2 separate regions of the Hordeum vulgare genome follow, and region 2 is linked to region 1. Evidence: chromatin contacts called from public Hi-C data. All regions are on one chromosome and are shown on one strand. Each heading gives the region's core, a stretch centred on a gene start, on an enhancer-like site or on the middle of the called end of the contact. The rest is flanking DNA. Distances are from core to core; before and after follow the strand shown. Region 1 holds the start of LOC123428179. Region 2 holds the start of LOC123431063.

Region 1 (6,831 bases), core at 3,036-5,535:
CAGTGCTCTTTTCGCTGCGAAAACCCGAGAGAACACATGTGTGTCGTGTCTCATGGTGTGTTTTTTTGGGTTTAATTCAATTTGGTTTATATGGTTTTTGGTTAATACTAATTTTATACTTTGGTTTATATAGTTTCATATAAAAATACGGTTCGGTTTCAGTAATCACCATTTGATTTCGGTTCGGTTTTGATAATAACCAAATTCAGCAAAGTTGACGAGAATTTTTTAATAACACATGATTTTTTTGCCATATATTTCAATTTTTAGTTCATGGATAACTAAAAGAATAAAGTGTGTTTCATTGTTGTACTTTTTTCCTGCGGGCAACTTTCTTGAAAGTTTGGAGTAGACGTAACTTGATGAAGTTCATACTTGAGAGTGATAAGAAACACCCCGACGTAATGACTTACTTATCCAATGATGATGAAATGCTTTTGTTATCTTAGTTATGCTTTACAATTTTTATACCTCCTGGATGGGAGACTTTCTACACGCACATGCTTACTTCTATGTGGGATAGGTAAAATGCTATAGGCATATTGACTTCTACTCCCTTTGTTTTTAAATATATATCTTTTTAGAGATTTTACTAAAGACTATATATAGAGCAAAATGAGTGAATCTACGCTCTAAAATATGTTATATAAATCTGTATGTAGTTCGTAGTGAAACCTTTAAAAAACCTTATATTTAAAAACGAAGCGAGTATGTGTTTAATATTTCACCAGGCCAGGCCAAAAACAAAACAGCCTAGTCTAGGCTCGCCTCACCAAGCAGGAAAACTGAACATACCAGGCTCAAACCAGGCACCTTATTCTCCCAGGCCCTAATATAATCAGCAAATTCAGGTGGCGTGGTTGGCTCGAGTTCAAAGTCAGGAGTTCAACTCTAGGTCCACGCAAATTAATTTTAAAGTGTGTTATTTATACCATTTTGGTTTTTTATACCATAAAAAAACAAATTGCATATGGTTTCGAGATATGGAAACCATAACTGAAAATGAAAACCAGAAAACCAAATTTTGGTTCAGTTTTTTTTTTTTTGGGTTCGGTTTTGCACACCGTAAATCGTGTCGATCAAATCAACGTATATGGCTTCAACGCACTAGGCTTTCTAGTACAAAGTCAAGGGTTCGACTCCAGGTCCATGCAAATTAATTTTAGCGAGTGTGTTGTTTATATCATTTCGGTTTTTTTACCGAAAAAACTGAATGACATACAATTTTGACATATGGAAACCGCAACTAAAACCAAAAACCAGAAAAACCAAAATTTTCACTTTCGTTTTTTTTGGTTTGGTTTTTGATTTTCGGTTCGGTTTTCCACACCATGAGTCGCGTCAAATCAGTAGCATTCTAACAAAACTGGGACAGGTAGAACTGAAAAAACAGCCGAATCTTCATGATGTGTCTTGCTCCTGTGTATAAGAATTGAAAAGTTGACCTCATTTTGCACATATGAATATACACAATAGTTGAAAGGGCTTTCAGAGAAATAAACTACTTGTTTGTTCTTCAACCTTTTTCATAAGCAGCAAGGCATGAAAGAAGGTAAAGAAACAATAAAAACAATGTCGTTCCTATTTCACAACCTATACTGCAGTAAAAAGAGACATGTTGGCTTGTGGTTTTGCTGAGAGGGTGTAGCACACTTGTAGTCCGTTTAAAAAACGACTGGATTGGTGATTGCAAAACAAACATTTTACATGCTCAATATCAGTGTTGATTCACCCATCTAAATTATTCACGCACAATATAGAAAATGTCCTTCAGAATAACATGAAGTGCTGCTCCTGCTCTAACTCACAAAACTTATGAGAAGGGCTGCAAAATTACATAAATACCGAGACATCATAAGAACCAAAGAATTCTAGCAAGCATGACAAATAATTTCTGCGTGCAAATATGACGAATAATTTCTGCAAATCTAACCCCAAGCATGTTGTTCCCAACAAAAACATTTGTGTACAAGCACTCCAAATATTAGAGTCATTGGTATCTGCATGCCACTATATATATAGCTCAACGACGAACCATCCATACATTGGGTCGAGTTAAATATTCAAATCATCCTACCAACTCAAACAACAGAAATTGCAAGCATCCATGATTTTGGTTTGAGTTGACGAAATTGAAGAACTGAACTCTCTTTGCAAAACATTCTGGTGAATTCCATTCCGCTCAACGTCACAAGAGGAAGCAAAGAACCGTGTTGAAAAGCTAATCAACCAGAGGGACATCGCTGGTGAACTAATCCAAGAACCCAAGATACTTTGGTAGTTTGGTGAAGTATTACCTTGGAGAGAAGCCCCGCATCAAACCAGAAGAAGAGGGTTGTCAAGGCAGGCATCCAAACAAGCTGGCCACGACTTGGCGTCCGCGGTAGAGGTTTGGGGCCGACGCTCCGAGGTGGCTTCAGTCGATGGAGAGTGGAGATCAGGGAAGGAAGTGGGCCGCAGCAGAAACCTAAAGTCTGTTTCTGGTCACCATGTGGCCCACGGTGTGGATGACAATTACAACTTCTTTCTCCCTCTTGTTTCTCTTCTTCAAATTTTAATGGGGGGGCTCCTAAGGTGCATAATATTTCTGGGAGAGTTAGTTAAAAAAAGAAGGGAGCAACACAGCAAAAATTGGCAGAAAAACAGCCAACCAGATGCTTTTACAAAGATCAGATTTTTTTTCCAGGTCTTATTTTACCAAGGTGTTCAGCCCCAATCTGGTGAACCAAGCAGCTCTATGCATCAGCTTATTCATGTGGAAACAGCTAAGACAATACATGATTACCAATAGGAAGCCACAAGAAGTAAATGGAATGACATAACATATCTAAGGAACTGAGCATAAGTTACAACCATGTTACTTTCACTGCTGCTGCTGGAACTACTAAATAGTAATGAAAAGGGAAAGAACAGACAGTTACATTCCCCCAGGAACTGCTGCCACTCCCTTGGTTTATTTGCTTCCTTTCTCACTAAGTTCACCTTAGAAGACACGCACGATTTCATCCCTGACGAAGTTGTAGAATTTGGACTTGTGTTTGACCATCTGCAGTGTTTTGTCGCTGGGCACCACCTCCACACCAGAAATCACAGCACCCATATCAGTGGGGTGGCCCGTGTCTTCGTCCTCTCCAAACTCAAAGATTTTGGTAATGCAAAACCTCCCAGCTCCCAGGTAGACAAAGCTGCAATCTATCAATACCCAATCCTCAGGCAGATCGAGGTCTTGCCATTTGTACAGCAAAGAAGGAGGATTGTCCTGACGAATAGATGACAGGTCCATTGCGCAAAAGTAGTTGGGTGAATAATTGTAGATGCCAAACCAAAGGTTGCCGAGCTCCAGCACATGCTCACCACGGTTAAAGAAGGGCAGCGTCCAGTGTCCAGCCTTAAACCACTTGCCGGAGACCGTGTTGAAGCAATGGGTGCCGATGTCAGTTGTTGCGGGAGATGAAACAAGAAAAATTGGATCCCCGTGAATGTGAAGCTGCGTATGGCACCTGATAATGGAAGCGTCAACATAGGCCATGGGTGGTGGGAGCCGGTGCCAATTCCAGCCTTCCATCTTGTCGCAACTGGAAGGGTCGCTGTACTTGAGGACCTCGAAGTTGGATGGATTGCGACACACAGGGAACAGGTTCATAACGTACAAGGCATCAGCTCGGTCGGGGTCGAGGGCGTCGGGACTGGGAAGGGAGAAGCAGATGGGGGTATCCCCCTTGGGAGTGTTGAGGCTTGGAACTGGGTGGGAGGAGCCGGCGTCAATGTCATACAAGAAGGAGCGACCCGACGAGTCCAGGCAGAGGATCTTGCTAGATCCACCGCTGCTTCGTTCGTAGAAGGGCAAGAATTCGAGGTTGCTGGATCCCTCGAATCTGAGCATGCCCGGAGGCATCCGTGACATGATATCCATCCATGGAGGCACCACGGCTGATGATGGCAGCGCCATATTGAAATTCTTTTTTCGCCGTGATGTTGCTGCTGCTGCTGCTTGTGCTTCCGCCGTGGATCGGTAGAAGAGTTGCTCCTCTGCCTTGATACGACTCACTGTATACAAACTGGTGCTTCTGGCAGCGCCATACTTTCGCATCACCACATTCACGAACTGCCGCGCCTTCATTTTATTTTAATCTCCCCGCTCCTACAAAAAAGAGATCACCAGTTTTGATCTTCTTCCTACGTTATAAAAGACAATTAGATGATGGACGACGAACGGGGAAGAGCAATACCTGCGGCAGACAGAGTCGATTCCGCCGGCGGAGGCAAACAGGGATTGAGTGCTGAATCTATCTAGGTTTGTTGCTGTCCTTCCCCACCACCTTATACGGATCGACTGCTGGATAAACCATGGGCATGGGCATGGGCATGGGCTAGCTGGGCCATAGTACAGCGGGTGTCGTTTCCTTTTCTCGGAATCCCCTCGCTGCGTTCAGCTGTCGGAGCGACCCCGACGCAGCGGGCCGGCCTTTTAAGCCTTCCAACGCCTTTGTTTTCGGACCTTCTAAAGATTTTCAGCCGGCTTTTTTAGTTTTAAAAACTCCTAGAAGTTTTCTACAACCTTTTTCCTCTTTTTCTTTTTTATATATCATTTTCTGTTTCTGTTTCAAAAATTGTTCTGGAATTTTTAAAAAATGGATTTTCAAAAGAAGTTCTGTATTTTCAAAAAATATTCTTCAAACTAGAAAAATATTTTTGTTTTAAAAAAATATTTTGGAATTTCAACAAAACTTCTGAACTTTCAAAAAGTGTTCTGGATTTTCAAAAAATGTTCTGGATTTTCAAAAATTGCTCTTGATATTCAAAAAATGTTTGACAAATATTCTCAATTTAAAACTTTATTCTTGTTTTAAAAATGTTAAAAAATATCGCGCTTTAAAATTTTTTAAGATTTTTAAATATTATTCTCGGTTTCATAATTTGTTCTCAAGATTCAAAAATATTCGTGCTTTAAAATTTATTCGCGCTTTCAAATTTGTTCTACGTTTTAAAAAAAATAAAATTGTTTGTGCGTCAAATTTCTTCGGGGGTTTTCAAAATTTTGTTCTTAAGATTCAAAAAATGCCCGCGCCTTAAAAATTGTTTGCGCTTTCAAATTTGTTTGGGGTTTTCCAAAATTGTTCTCCGTTTCAAAATTTTGTTCTCAACATTCAAAAAAATGTTCCCGTTTTCAAATTTGTTCAGGATTTCTCAAAATTGTTCTCGGCTTCAAAATTTGTTCTCGAGATACGAAAAATGATCGTGTTTAAAAATTTGTTCGCGCTTTCAAATTTGTTCGGGGTTTTCAAAACTGTTCTCCTTGTCAAAATTTTGTTCTCAAAATTCAAAAAATGTTCGTGCTTTAAAAAGAATCTCACTTCCAAATTTGTTCACGAGTTTTCAAAATTGTTCTTCGAATTTGAAAAATGTTTTTTGCTTCAAATACAAAAAGAAAAGGAAAAAGGAAATAAAAACAAACTAAAAAAGGAAATAAACATAAAAGGGAAAAAGTAACATGAAAAAAAGGAAACAAAGCTGGGCCAGCTCAGTCAGGGCACCCCCTGACCGACGCAGGAGTCCCTACCGCAAAGAGCGGTAGGTAGGAGGTCCCCCTTTTCTCTTCTACCTTTTCATTTTTTGCTCCATTTTTAACAGATTTATTGGATTTTGCAATTTCATACAGTTTTAAAGAGTTGTGCTACAATCAGATATACATATGTGCCTTGTCTATCTGCTTGATCAAGGGCATTCTTCTCTGTAGATTTGGAGATAGGTTTGAAAAAAAGAAAAAAGATATAAGATAACATAACTTTATTCTTCTTTACGGAATTTCAATCACACGTGGCTACTAAATAACTTATCATTTCTAATATCCATGCGTGAATTTATATGGTTGATTCTGCCGCATTGTGGGATAAATAACATCACAGATATTATTTGGAAAATGCTCTATCAAGATGTTCCTGAAAGTTTGGCCAACTATTATCATTTATAATAGAATCACTCCTATTATTCCGTTCCACCTTGGTTGATAGGTATTCAATCATGCCATAGTATGCATATTAAGGCTGGTTGTAATGGATAGTATCATATACTAGTATCATGCATATGATACTAGTGTATGATACCACAACCGTAATGCATAGTATCATGTGTTAGTTCCATAGAGTGATTCATTTATTGTCATGCAAGACACATAGTAGCACATCATTTAATATGATACGGTATCATGATATGATACTCAACCCTCTCTTTCTTCATTTAATTATATGCCACATCATCAAATTGCTTAGTTGGCATGCATGATACTACATATGATACTTCCATTACGGGCAGCCTAAGGGCCCTGAGTTTCAGTCTCGTCCCGTGAAAGCACAACTTCTTCCTAGGTGGTTTGGTAATTAATAACAACACAAGCTAGAACATGTAGCAAATGATGTCTAAAATATTCACTGGGCTGGAGATACAATGTGAACCTTTTGGAAAATTGAAGATGGAAGCTGTAAAACTGATGCTTTTGCTACAGTACTGTGACAGCCCGATGCCGACGCCCAGAAGATTCCCCTTTATTTCCGTTTTCGTCGTGGGTTTAGAGTTATTCGTTGCATCGTCATGTAGTTTGCATCATCGTATCATGCATGGCATCATGTCGACTGTGTTTTGGCGGTGTTGCTTGTTGTCGTGTTGTTGGGTGTTAGAGCTTTGTGAGTGTGACGTCGTTTGTTGGCGTGTTGAGAGTGCGTGCGTGAGAGCCTCCGCTAAACCCCTGCTCCCCGAGGACGTGAACCTTCTCCCCTTCTCTCCCTTCTTATTTCGTTTTTTGCGGTTTGCTAAAGCTTCCGTATTAACCCTTCT
Region 2 (7,654 bases), core at 2,271-4,770, 230 kb before region 1:
CCCATAAGGTTTGAGAAGGAAAAAACACAAGGTGGAAAGAGTTTCCAAGTGGGAAGGTGGAATCCTACTCCAAGTAGGATTGGAGTAGGACTCCTCCACCTCCAATTTCGGCCAAACCTTTAGGTTTTGAGGCTGCCTCCTCCCCTCCCTCCCACCTATATATATGGAGGTTTTAGGGCTGATTTGAGACGACTTTTCCACGGCAGCCCGACCACATACCTCCACGGTTTTTCCTCTAGATCGCGTTTCTGCGGAGCTCGGGCGGAGCCCTGCTGAGACAAGGTCATCACCAACCTCCGGAGCGCCGTCATGCTGCCGGAGAACTCTTCTACCTCTCCGTCTCTCTTGCTGGATCAAGAAGGCCGAGATCATCGTCGAGCTGTACGTGTGCTGATCGCGGAGGTGCCGTCCGTTCGGTACTAGATCGTGGGACTGATCGCGGGATTGTTCGCGGGGTGGATCGAGGGACGTGAGGACGTTCCACTACATCAACCGCGTTCTCTAACGCTTCTGCTGTACGATCTACGAGGGTACGTAGATCACTCATCCCCTCTCGTAGATGGACATCACCATGATAGGTCTTCGTGCGCGTAGGAAAATTTTGTTTCCCATGCGACGTTCCCCAACATTTTGCTCCACGCGCGCAACTAATTATCCAACGCGCACGACTTTAGCGCCTCCGTTGGACACACCAACGTTGGCGTGCGCGCAAACAACGTGTTTTTCCAGTGCGGAACAGTTTTTGGGCGCATATTGGAAATGCTCTTAGGGGTAGTGTGTTTCCAAGACGCGCGCTACCACTAAGTCGCATCAGCCACCTACCCCAACCCCCTCTCCCCCTCTCCCTTCCTCCCTCCCTCACTTTCTCGCTCACTTTCTTCACCACATTACTACTACCTACATTTCTTATCTCTTCCTTCTCCTACCTCTCTTCTCTCTACTTTAATGCCCCCTCCAGCATCTCCATTAATGCACCCCATTTCTCTCTTAGTTTCCTCGCTTTGCTCTCCTCTCTCCATTAGTTAGAGCTTGCCATCTCCTTCCCCTACTAGCTAGATCTATCCATTTAGTAAGTGAAACCTATCAACTCCCCAACTAGATCTATTCTATAATGAAGTAAAGCTATCTAGTCACTGTGCTTCTCTCTCGAGATAGCTAGGTGGGTACAAAATTGTGCTTTGAAAGAATCACTAGTAGAAAAACTACTTTACGTGAGATACATTAGTCCCAGTTTGTAAATGAATCGGCACTAATGTGACCATTAGTGCCGGTTCCAGCGGCTAGGGGGGCGGGCATCATTAGTCCTGGTTCATGTTGAACGTCTAGTACGAGTTCGTGACACGAACCGGGACTAAAAGGGGTGGTGGCAGGCTGGTGTCATGCTTGGGCCCCATTAGCACCTTTAGTCCCGGTTCGTGGCATGAACCAGTACTAGAAGCTCACACTTAGTCGCGGTTTGTGTCATGAACCGGGACTAAAGGTTTTCCTGTATAAACCGTTCGTCCAGCCCGCGATCAAGCTCTATGTTCTTCCCCTTTCCTCTCTTCTCTGTTCTTCCCCAAAGCTCGAGTTCATCCTTCATTTTGCCCAAAATTTGTCAAGATTTGAAGGCCCCCCATCCATCCAAGTGATCACAAAGGTTAGCAACTTTGTCCTTTTATCTCTCATTGCTAGATTAGCTCTTGCAATGCTCTATAAGTATAGTGATTTGTCAGTTTTACTTTGGGAGTAATTATATGTGGTAGTTTATTTGATTTATATGCAATTTGAGCTCAAATTAACTCTTAGTTTGCATATGTAGGTGTGATTTACTTAGTGCCTTTCCGTCCCCGTCTTAACCACCGTCGATCTCCCGCACCGTCCCGTCGTCGGTACCCACTACTGGAATCAGGGAATTTGCGATTAGCCAGTTCTTTGCCATGTGCTGGCTGATGGCAAAGAGCCTCTTTGCCGCCAGCTTCCAGAAAACAGACGGCAAAGATGTGGTTGATGGCAAAGAGCATGTTTGCCATCAGCCATCTCTTTATCGTCTGCCAACTCACGACAGAGAAGGTGCACGCAGACGACAAAGAGCTGGCTATTGGCAAAAAACATATTTGCCATAAACCATCTCTTTGTCGTTGGCCAACAGACGACACAAAAGCTGAAGAGATACGGCAAAGCGGACGGCCGGCGCCAACCCTAACCGCCGGAGCTAACCCCACCCCACCAACCCCTTTGTCGTCTACCTCCTCACCTTTGCCGTCCGCTGCAGACGGCAGAGGGGACGCCCCAATAATGGTCACCAGCCCACCCGCTCCCCACTCTCTCTCCCACTCTCTCCACCCCACGCGCACCCTCTCTCTCTCTCCCCTGCCCATCCCAGCGCCGCCACCGCACCATCGCAGCCGCTCCAGCCCCCACCCCGCCCCGACCACCCACTCCACCCCTTGTCGGCCCTCCTCCCTGCGCCGCCCCCCACCCCACCCACCCACCCACCCTACCCACCCCTCCGCCCCACGTCGGCGCCACTGCCGCCCCCCGGTGCCCTTGCCACCGCCCGACGCACCCACCGCCTCCAGGTGCCCGTGCCTCTGCCCCCGAGCGCCCCTCCTGCCCCCTGGTGCCCCTGCCGCCGCCCGGCGCGCCCACCGCCCCATAGTGCCCCTGCGGCTGCTCGGCGCCCCTGCCGCCCCCCGATTCCCCTGTCGCCGCCCGGCGCCCCGACTGCCTCCGACCGCAAAGGTAATTTTTGTTTTTTTGTTGTTTTCCTTTTTACATGTTGTAGGTTTTGCTCATGTTGTTACAATAAATGAGTGTTCAGGCAACGAGAGACCATGTTAGTAGTACGAGAAGATACCGTGAGGCGTTTCTTTCGCTAGCTCGGTTTTAGAAAAAGAGGTCCAAGGTTCTTTTTTAAATACATAAAAAATACCGTGGTTTTGCCCATATCACAGTATTAGAAACACAACTTTTAGTGATAGACAAACGGCTCACGGTAAATAAAACCATGGTAATCTAAAAAGCTGTAGTATTCTATAAATACTTAGAAAAAACTGAGCTATCAAACGGTTCCGGCTGTGTTTGATAGCAAAGTATTATATAAACCAAAGTATCAAAAACTACAGTAATTTTGCCTGTAGGATGAACTTATTTCCAAATTGATGAACCATTTTTAAGGATATGAACTTTTATTCAAATGGATGAACCTTTTTAATTTAAATCTGTAATTTTTTTTTGTTTTCATATTTTTATTTTTGTAACATATAGAAAATCTGGGTTGTTTTTTGTACTGTATCAATAGAAAAAAAAACTGAACAGCTCGCGTATGTACTAGTGGGCCGGCCCAGGCCATCGAGGCTGCAGGCGCCGGATCGTTAACCGGCGCCTGCAGCGGTGACTAGGAGTTCCCCTGAAGGCGGCATGACGGAAGAAAGAGACCTGGGGGCGAAAACGTTGTGGGCTGATCGTTGTACTATGGCCCGGCCGGCCCATGGTTTATCAGTCTGTCGATCCGTATAAGCGGAGAAGGAGGAAAGGGCCACCCCAATCTTTGCCGCCGCCGCCTCCGCAGCCGCAGCCACGCCGCCTCCGCCGACTACGATTCCGCAGAATTGACTCTGCCTGCCTCAGGTTGGAATTTTCTCTTCCCCGTTGGATGGTTGGAATTTTGTTTCCCGAAATCTTGATTGTTTTTTCGCGGAAGAGCCTGATCTGTAGGGTATCAAATTTTCTTTGTATTGTTCATTGTTGGTTTTGAGATGCTTCCATTCCTACTTGCCAACCCGGGTATCTAATAATCGTCTTGTATTGCGTTAGGAACAAGATCAAAATTTGGGGCGGAGGGAATTTAATTAAATGAAGGAGCGGCAGTTGGTGAATTTGGTGCAGAGGTATGGCAGAGGCGGATTGTATACGGTGAGTCGCATGAAGGCGGAGGAGCAACTCTTCTACGGATCCACGGCGGAAGCACAAGCAGCAGCAACACTAGCGGCATCCAGGATGGAGAGGATCTCGCGGTTGCCTCCGCCCAGGCTCAGATTCGAGTCATACCGCTCAAAATACAAGAGGCTCGATTTCCTTCCCTTCTATGGAGGAGGAGGCAGAGGCCGCGATAGCAAGATGCTCTGCGTGGACTCTGCCGGAAGCGCCATCCTCTGCAACGCGGACGGCCGCTCTCTCCAGCCGGTTCCCAACCTTAACGAACCCAAGGGAGTCAGCCCCGCCTCCTTCTCCATCCCCAGGATCGACGCCATTGAGCCCAAGCGCTCTGAAGCTCTCTACGTTCTTGCCAGGTCCGCCCCAAGCCGCAACTCTTTCACCTTCGAGGTCCTCGTCTATGGCGAGAAGAATTGGCACTGGGTTCTGCTCCCACCGCCACCCTACGTCAACGACCCACTCTATGACTCCACATTCATCCAGTCGTACACGCTTCTGGGTGATGGCTCCACTATTTGCATCTCCTCCACTGAGAATAACCCCGTCGGCACCTACTGCTTCGACACGGTTAGCCGCAAGTGGGAAAAGGCTGGTCGCTGGGCGCTGCCCTTGTACGGCAGGGCTGAGCATGTCCCTGAGCTTTCCAACCTCTGGTTCGGCATAGCCGACAAGAGTCCCCACTACTTGTGCGCATTGGACCTCTCCAATCTGGACAGGGTTCCCAAGGTGCTTAGTGACTGGCCAGACCTTGACCCCCCTGAGGGCTGGGTGCAGATAAGGAGCAGCCTGCTGTACCTGGGAGCGGGCAAGTTTTGCATAACCAAAATCTTTGACATCGGCGACCAAGAAACACAAGAGATCACCAGTGGCGTCGTGGCTGTGTGCACTGGGGTGGAGATGACCTGCGGAGCTTCTGGTATGGAGGCGGTGCAGGAAGGATCATCCCAACTCCAGATGATCAAGCACAAGTCCTTTGTCAGCTATGATGGCATCGAGTGTGTCCTCTGAGATACCAGCGGTAGCAAATAACTTATTGCCATTTCTTGAAAGAGTGCCGAGTGGTCGTTTTCATTACAACTGGGTCTCTGTTATCAGGTGAATGAACTGTAATAGTGGGATGCAATGGTTATATTCTCATGTCTGATTAGCGAGGATTTACATGGAATAGAATAGTTGCATCTTTGTGTTTGTTGGAGGAATAACGTGGAATGTATATGGATCAAATCACCTCTTACTAAGAGCATCTATAGCAGATCCCTTGTATTCCAAATTGTCGTGGGAATAAGTTTGACTGTAGATGAGTAGGGTATGAAAGTAAGAGGGCCGAGTCCTAGCTACGGTAAGCTTGTATGAGTTCAGGCCTCTTTGCGGTGGAGGTAATAGCCTACGTCTCATAAATGTCCGGCAGACAACTCATAAATGTCCGGCAGACAAGGGTGCGGTAAGTAGGGTTGAATGTATGCGTTATCTGTAACGTACGCTATTATAGACAACAACTGTGAACGGCAAACGTATGGCTGTTGATCTCCATGGACGGTTGCTGATACTACCGAATGTACTCCAATCGTCGTAATGTCATGCATACGTTTGTACTCCGAGTGGTTCTCTACAGACTGGATAAGAGAAACGTACTCCGAGTGGTTCTCTACAGACTGGATAAGAGGTAGTCTTCATCCAGTCAGGTAGATCTCTTGAGGTTTGTAACCAATAATGAGGTGTCCTTGGTTAGGACTTATATGACACGCCTATGACCCTACCCTAGGACTATAACCCCGTCATTAGTCTCCGAATGGATTAGGGTTTTTGAGTGGTGAAGAAGTATCTGGGAATCTTGAGACAATCGATTGAACTTGAACATCTTCTCAGGCTTCGTCGAATTGAACGTCGATTGTACTCTTCACCATTCGCCTTGATCAATTTCTGCTTTAGAGTTAAATGTCCGACTGGAATAACTAACTCGAGTGAATTCATGAACTCGAGTGCTCGGTGAAATCTTCTGATATGACCAGTCACCCTGTCAGTTCCGGATTTTTAGAGATTTGAAAACTTCGGTTGCCGCACGCATCGCGGTGATGACGTCACTGCAATCGAGTAATTCACGCCTCCTCGATTCTCATGCCTCCATCTCTGCCACACATGTCGCGGCAGCCGACGAGGTGATAAGATTGGGGGCCGCTTGTAAGGGACCCGTTCGGTGGGTTATAAGTATCTTCGACGCTAGGGTTTGGATTAACGCCGTTCTTTCCTTCCCCTCTCTCTCTATAGCCACTCGTGTTAAGCTCTGTTGCTTCCAATCTCGCCACCTCCGCCATGACGAAAGGGCAGGCGAGCAAGTTGGAGAAGGTGAAGAAGAAGGGCGTCGCCAAGTCGAAGAAGCAGTCGAAGAAGAAAGCTCTGCCGCCAGGCTGGATGTAGGGGGATTTCCTCCGCTTCACCGTGCAGATGGAGGACGTCCTCGAGCTCGTCGAGCACGGGATGCTGGAGGACAAAGTTTGGAGGCTTCTTGATGACTAGACCGGGCCTGCACCGCGTGAAGGGGAGCGAGTTCTTCTGCTGACCCACATCGAAAGAGGTTTTTCTTTGCCGCCCCATCCTTTCATTCGAGGATTGCTGAACTTCTTCGGGGCGCAATTGCATCACTTTCCCCTGAATGCCATCGCTCAACTTTCCGCCTTCATTACTCTGTGTGAATGTTTCCTGAGATGTCCTCCCCACTGGGGCTCTTCAAACATATCTTCACTTTGCGCTCGCAATCGGTGAAGAAGGATAACCCGACTGATGATAAGACTAATGTCATCCAGTTGTGCGGGGGTTTAGGGATCCAAAAGAGAACTAAGAGTAGTTATCCCTCGATGATCCTTCAGGAGTCTGTCCGTAACTGGCAGTCGACCTGGTTTTATTGTAAGGATGTAGCTTGCCCAAACATGTCAAGTGGACTCTCACCTTTCACCTTAGATCGTCCGAGTGCTCCGAGGGCGTTGGTGTTGTCAAAGGAAGAGAAAACCCAGATAGAGCCTTTAGTCCAAGCATTGATAGGCCTGGTCTGTAACAGAGTTACGGGGATGGATCTACTGGAAACCTTCCTGGGAAGGCGTATCCAGCCTCTCCAAGCTTGGCATCACACCATGTGGCACTATGCCGGTCCAGAGGATTTGACTCGACCTCACCCTGAGGAGGTGGACGGGAACTGGCCCTTGCGACAACCACGTGGGATCAAGGCGAGTTTTGCCCTTCTCTGCTCAGAATGCTCCACCGAATGAGGTTAGTATTGCTCTGCCGAACGTCTTTGTATTATAACCGAGTGATTGCATTTGGCTTCCCCACTGATTCTTGAGAGTTGTGTTTTGCAGGTGTGGACGAATTTGTATTCTCCAATTCCGAATAGTAACGCCCTCGATGTCGAGGAAGGGAGTGTGGAAGACAGCGCGGACTATGTCGAGGACAACGAGGGGTACGAGGAGGAGTCGAAGGAAAGCGAAGAGGAGGACTCGTTTCCATCTCGTCATGAGCCTCGGTCGAAGCAGCGCCATGACCTCGCGGCTACACCAAGCAAAACTTTGGCGTCGAGTGCTAGCAGCGCCAAACGCGTTGGAGGATCCTTTGGCGAACCGATGGAACAACCTGCTAAGGTAGCTCAGCCCAGCGTACCTAAGCCTCGGAAGGCTCTTCCCCGAATGGGGATCACCCTGTCGGTCGCCTATGCGTAAGTGTTTAGTCTCCTCCTTTTATCCGAGTG

The links. Hi-C and Micro-C count contacts between places; a contact is called where the count stands out from the background.
Region 2: a Hi-C map of leaf shows a contact between it and region 1, with 3 times the contacts expected there. The contact joins the promoter of LOC123431063 here to the promoter of LOC123428179 in region 1. A contact is called at or near these places in 3 of 6 Hi-C or Micro-C datasets (leaf and seedling).

The regions. Positions count from the first base shown.
Region 1 is chr2H:637,417,764-637,424,594 of MorexV3_pseudomolecules_assembly, reverse strand. LOC123428179 reads right to left here and starts at 4,285. Exons shown (of 2, transcript XM_045112360.1): 1 at 4,230-4,285; 2 at 2,806-4,141. The coding sequence starts at 4,120. The coding sequence ends at 2,984.
Region 2 is chr2H:637,650,965-637,658,618 of MorexV3_pseudomolecules_assembly, reverse strand. It overlaps LOC123431063, which reads left to right and starts at 3,520. Exons shown (of 2, transcript XM_045114876.1): 1 at 3,520-3,612; 2 at 3,799-5,152. The coding sequence starts at 3,838. The coding sequence ends at 4,926.